2 separate regions of the Mus musculus genome follow, and region 1 is linked to region 2. A link is a contact called in public HiChIP or PLAC-seq data. All regions are on one chromosome and are shown on one strand. The core of a region is the stretch at or near the end of the contact, and the rest is flanking DNA. Distances in the headings are between cores, read along the strand shown. Region 1 overlaps Ldlrad3 (low density lipoprotein receptor class A domain containing 3). Region 2 overlaps Prr5l (proline rich 5 like).

Region 1 (3,038 bases), core at 422-2,921, 310 kb after region 2:
CTCTGCTTCTCTTATTCATACATATATACATGTATGCATATATATGTATATAATATATATGTATACACACACACACAAATGCTACAAAATAAGTTTTAAAGAAAGAGTTCTGATTCTAGGACATGTGTTGAGATATCTAAACATCTGCAGAGCCCAATAAGGCATAGTTACAGCAGTCCCAACCTGGGTGGCTTCCATCAAGTAGCTAAGTCCCTGGCTGCATCTGTAAAACAGCAGCAATGATATCCAACTCATAAGGCTGTCATATTAGAAGATTTAAGGCCTCTTAGGATAGTGCCAGGGTCACAGGAGGTCTTGCTTTTACATTCCCTGGTAGACAGACTGTGCCCCTAAACTTCAGGTTACCCCACATATTCATTTGGATGTCTATTTGAGGGGAGGAGGTGAGCCTGATAAGGGTAGAGCTGAGAAACAGAAGGGATGAGGCAAAATTAATCTGTGATCAATACTGCTTGTGGCCATTATGGTGACAGGCAGCAGATAAACACATAAATAGAACCGAAGACCAGCTAACCCCGCCAGCTGTTGCCATCAGCCACTTTGCCCAATTACGCAGGCTGTCGCATAGCCTTCTATCATTAGGCACTCAGTGACATTTTATTTGTGGCTGTCCTCCTCCCTCCCTATTGTATTTAGTCGGCTTTCATCTGGGAAGGTCTAGCTAGCCTCACTCGAGGCTCTGACTTGCGGTAATTTAGAGTTAAGCATTATTTTATAGTCTATGTAAATAATGAGTTAGAAGCAGGCTGGATAAAAGGCAATGCCTGCTTCAGCCAGAGCCTCAGCAGACTGCGGGAGGCTGGGTGGCTGGCACAGACTCTCCCTTAGTCAGGTGCTTGGACAGAAACGGGCCTCAGTCTGGCTGGTCTCCCAGAAGATAAAACAACAGCTGAGCAATGGGCCAGTGTTTCTGGCTAAGGGTCCCCCTTCCCCCAATTTTCTACAATCCTACTCCCAATGATTCATCCCCGTTCTGTGACTACAAGCTTGGCCAAGCCACCTTTCTTTTTTATTTTTTAAAGAATTATTTATTTCTTTTATGTATAATAGTACACGGTAGCTATCTTCAGACACACCAGCAGAGGGCATTGTAGATGGTTGTGAGCCATCATGTGGTTGCTGGGAATTGAACTCAGGACCTCTGGAAGAGCAGTCAGTTCTTTTAACCACTGAGCCATCTCTCGAGCCCCAGTTTTTCTTACTAGAAACAGAGTTATTTCCTATTTCCACACCCCACTAGGCTAGGGCTTGACCACATGACTTGGCTTAGCCAAAGCATCTGTGGAATATGGTATGAGCAGAAAGTTAAGACATTCTTGAGCCAGCGTGCATACCTATCACTCTCCAAAGATGGACAGTGATACAGCGTGGAGGCAATGGAGGTAGGACAGAGCTGAGCCCGGTTTACAGACTGGAGCTACTTGTGGCAGAAAGGAGCCCTGCTACAGACTGGGTGCAACAGGCTGATAAAACATATACTAACACCCATTGGGGCTAGGAGTCCTAGGTCCTGCGTTCTATTCCCAGCAACCCCTCCCTTACTCAAAAGAGTAAAGAAAACAGAAAGGGGAAGCAAGTGCCTAGTGGTATGTGCTGCATATGGCCTGCCTGCCTGCCTGCCTGCCCACTCTGCTATGGGGTGGGGTGTAAGGAGAAGCAGCTGGGCAGGAAATGTTTTGTTCACCCATCACTTTCACTGGGTTATGGGTGTCTCTGTCTGGGGCTGGATCACCTGCATCTAAGCTGCTTCCTGCTTAACAATAGTCTTCACAACAGCAGCAAGCAAGCACACTACAACGAATGACTGCTGGGATGTGTTACAGGACCTACTCTACGGTCAGGTCAGTCTCCTTACCCTTATTTCAACAGTCACAATGAAAAATGGGACAAGTCTAGTTCCCATTTTAAAGAGAGACTGAAGTATGGGACTGTTCCCCCTTGAGTTATAAACAGAGCTGAATTGGGTCCCCAACCCCACGTTGAGCACCATTGCCTTGACAGCTACTCCCAGACTCCGGATGGATTTGGCAAAAGGTTCAACCCAACCCTTGCTTTCAACATCATCTTATAAGCCTGTACTTTCCTGTGTGCCCTTCCCACCCAAACCAGGCTGCAAGATACTGGGATGCATGGCAGGTACTTTGTCCAGCAGTAGCTGGGGGCTTAGCTGAGTCACAGAGTAAGGCTCTGTCATCTGCTTAATGGCTTTACACAAGTCCCATCATGTCCCTACAGCTCATTTTCCCCCTCTATAAATAGAGGGGTCTTAGTGATAAGAATGGCTTCCTTAGAAGCTTACAGTGTGTGTGTGTGTGTGTGTGTGTGTGTGTGTGTGTGTGTGTGATGCTAATGGCAGGGCCTGGCACACAGGGAGGGCCCAGGAACCTTTGCTCTTTGATGGGCTGCGAGTGGCAGGAGGTGAAGTTCTGAGGGAGATGGTGTCATGACTTCTGCTCTTCTGCCCTGCTCAGTCTTGAGAAGGAGGCAGCCATCTGATCTCAACACTGTACACTGTGCAGGAAGCCGAGATGCACAACACTTGTAGTGTAAATAGAGGCTGTCCATTCCAAGGACAAATAGTGAGCCACCGAGCTCTCTGCTTACAGTATCTGCTGCTGCCCAAGTCCCCTGCCTGTTTTTTGACTTTCAAGTTGCACCACATTTATCCCCAAGAATAATAATTTACTAAACATGCCAACCCATATAGTAGAGGGAGATGAGCCAGTGGGGGTGGGGTGGGGTGGTGCTGCTGCCGCAACTAGCCCATTTCATGCTGGGGTAGATGCCCTCTGTTCTCCTATACATCTATATGCAGAAGTTCATTTTCCAACTGCACAGACCACTGACAGGCAGCAACGCACGCTTATGAACCTCCATCTATATTCCAGCCTGGGTGCCCCCACTCCGCTCCTGCTCTCTGCTCCCATGTTAGGCAATTCCTCTCCCTTGGTGCCCCTGGCTGCCGCCATCATTCTCACTTAGGCAAACTCTATCTATGTATTTCATTCCTCTAATTT
Region 2 (2,843 bases), core at 57-2,556:
TTAAGGAAACAAGAAACCTGAAAAGAGGCTACAGATTATATGCAAATTTGACAAAATATAAGCAGGGTTTGCAGTCTGAGACTAAAAAGGGAAGGGAAGAGACAGATGTGGAGAGAGTGACTATATTGGGATGAGCTTGACTGTGGTGCTAGAAACAGGCTTGGCGATTCTCTACCCCCTCTGTCCCAGCTCCACCCTCCCTGAGCTCAGGTAGCAGAATGTTTAGTGTTGGAAAGGAGGGGGGGAGGGGGTGGGACAGGAAGGAAGGCTGAGAGGTGGAGAGAGTAAAAAAGACTAGGACTGGTTGACTGACCCAGCTCACACAGTTCAGTTTATACTCCTGAGTTAGTTAGCCAACTAACTCTCTGACCTTCCAGTACCCTGACGTGGGAAGAACAGGAAGATCCACAGTGGGGACTGTTTCATGGCCCAGTTTTCCAGAACCTCAACACAGCCATGGAACTTCTCAGGCTATATTCCTCACTTCTAAAGGAAGAAGCCATCATGGGACTCAGGCCAGGGATCTTGGGTTCTTCCTAACTGGTTCCATCACTTTCTGAGCCATGCTCAATGAGCACCTACTTTTATGACCAAGGGTGCTGAGGGCACAGCATAGGGAAGAAGTTTAAGAGTTGCTCTGGACAACAGTGTTTAGAGCAGAGAAAAAAATGAGCACCAAGACCCTAGCCCTGCAGGGACCAGGAAGGCCACAGCACAGGTCAGCATTAGAGAGTCAGGTTCTAATGTCTGATGGAGGGATGAAGGGGCTTTAGGCCCAGGGACACACTTGAGCAGATTCCCTAAGATCAGCTGCAAAGAACTGCATATACACACCGTGGTGGGGAAAGGGGACAGGCCAGAGTAGATAGACATTCTGGTACACCTTCAGAGACTTTAAGGGGGGTGATGTCATGTATTGTTGGGTTGTTCCACACAAACCCCAGAACCTCAAAAGGCTTTTGTTACAGAAACAGGTCTGCATGCTCCACTTTCAGATGGGGAGGGTCCTCAAAAGGCAGCCATGACCATACATGGAAAGAGATGTATGGTAGTTAAACTTGACTGTCACTATGGAAACACCCCTTGGGCAGCATATCTAGGTTAATAGGGGTGGGAAGACCCACCCACCTCACGCACAGAGCCATTGCCTGGGCTGTGGTCTCAGGCTGCATAGAAAGAGGAAGCCAGCTGAACACCAGCATTCATCTCTCTCTACTTGCTGATACAGATACAAGATACAGCGTGGCCAGCTGCCTCACCTTCCCGTTACTGTGCCTTCTCCGCAACGATGACTGTAAGCTTAAGTAAGCAGTTCCCCTTCTAAGTTGTGTTTGTCAGGTATTTTGACACAGCTGAAGGGGAAGTAAGTAATACTGGATGGCGTTATAAGTCAAAACAGAAACAGAAAGTGGAGTCCAGCCTCCTAACCTCAGTCCTAGAATCCTCAGGGGCTCCTTTTCCACGCTCCATATTTGGGAGCTAAGCCCTGAATTCAGCATTTCAGATGTAAGCTGCGGGCGCTTTGCCACGCCCATCCTCCTATCTACAAAAAGGCTAGCTCTAGAAAGATACCCACCCTTATCTCTAAGATGACCCTGCCTCCTTTCTTATTACAGGAAAGGGGAATACGCTGAGGATAGCCCCAAGAGAGTCAAAAGCACAGCAGTGGGGGGCGGGGGGGGGGGGAGATGGGGCTGGTGATATCTCATTAGTCAACAGGAGCCTGATGGAGGAACCTGAGACTGTACACCCATCCATGGGAAAGAGCTCCCTGGGGCATGTTGGTTCCATCTGACCACATTCAAGGTCATAGTTGATTGGGCAAACGGGAGATCCAAGCCCAACATGTGCCAACCAGATAGATCCCTCCCTACAGAAGGGATCAGGATGCTCACAGTTCTGCATCTGAGAATCTTACTACCTCCTACCAGCTGAGAAATTTCACTCAACTGCATAAGAGTCCTGTCCTGTTTTTGTTTCCTCATCTGGAGCATGGGAATAACAACAACGCTGACCTCATAAAAGGGCTTATTTGGACTGTTTAAGAAAAACAGAACATTTATAGTCCTTGTGCCTGCACCTGGCAAACAACCAGAGCCGGAGAAGTGTTAGCTCATCTTCCTGTTGCTGATTTAAGACTGGGATGAGAAGACAGGATGGAGCCATCTGGGTAGTGTCTCCCTGGAAACAAACACCATGGCATGTCACATCTAATCTGGTCCAAATAATTCCACAAACAGAGAAAAGACCAAGTCTAAGAGCATCCGGGCAAGGCCACAAGAGAAGGCATCAGAGAAAAATCAGGAAGAATGATCCAAACAGAGACCAAGAAGTGACCAGAGCTCGGAGACCTGACATGGTCTTGCTTTTTCATGAAGCCCATCTAGGAGTTCTAGTTCTCTCTTGACTCAATGACAGCAGATACTTTGTCATCGTTTTCAATCCTTGGCTCCTTGGCATAGTTTAAGGGCTGACAAGGATGTGTACCCTTCACTAGCCGGCACCACAATAAATGGTTACTTTTGTGCTCAAGACTCTGGGCTGGGCGCTGAAGGTACAAGCAGGAGAAGAAATTTAGTATCTGTCTTGACTATCCCAAACAACGGTGTTCAGGGCAGAGGGAATGTGGGTACCCAAATCTCACCCGAGGGATGGAGAAAGCCACAGCTCCCAGGAAATCAGGCTCCAGGTGTTTAGTTCTTTCCTGACTCCAAGACTAGCCCTAAGTAGAGCAATAGGGTCCTGACAGGTGCACAGCAAAGGTACAGGAACCGGTGAACCAAGAAACATGGACAAACAAGCAGAAGAATGCACGGCTCTGCCACAGGGCTCTGTGATTCCAC

Evidence for each region. HiChIP or PLAC-seq counts read pairs in DNA pulled down with a chosen protein or histone mark.
Region 1: an H3K27ac HiChIP or PLAC-seq map of microglia shows a contact between it and region 2, with 5 times the contacts expected there. The contact joins two enhancer-like sites. A contact is called at or near these places in 2 of 115 datasets of contacts at active chromatin or transcription factors (microglia and pancreatic cancer cells).

The regions. Positions count from the first base shown.
Region 1 is chr2:102,037,845-102,040,882 of GRCm38.p6, forward strand. The region is part of intron 4 of Ldlrad3 (low density lipoprotein receptor class A domain containing 3); the gene reads right to left. Among named protein-coding and RNA genes, the nearest start is that of Gm39888, 47 kb to the left of the region's middle. Within about 2 kb of position 1,672, at least 161 of the 459 cell types and tissues checked have an H3K27ac peak or open chromatin away from gene starts, as enhancers often do. A contact at or near this core is called in microglia, where this site is marked.
Region 2 is chr2:101,731,680-101,734,522 of GRCm38.p6, forward strand. All of the region lies in intron 7 of Prr5l (proline rich 5 like), which reads right to left. Among named protein-coding and RNA genes, the nearest start is that of Traf6, 55 kb to the left of the region's middle. Within about 2 kb of position 1,307, at least 116 of the 459 cell types and tissues checked have an H3K27ac peak or open chromatin away from gene starts, as enhancers often do. A contact at or near this core is called in microglia, where this site is marked.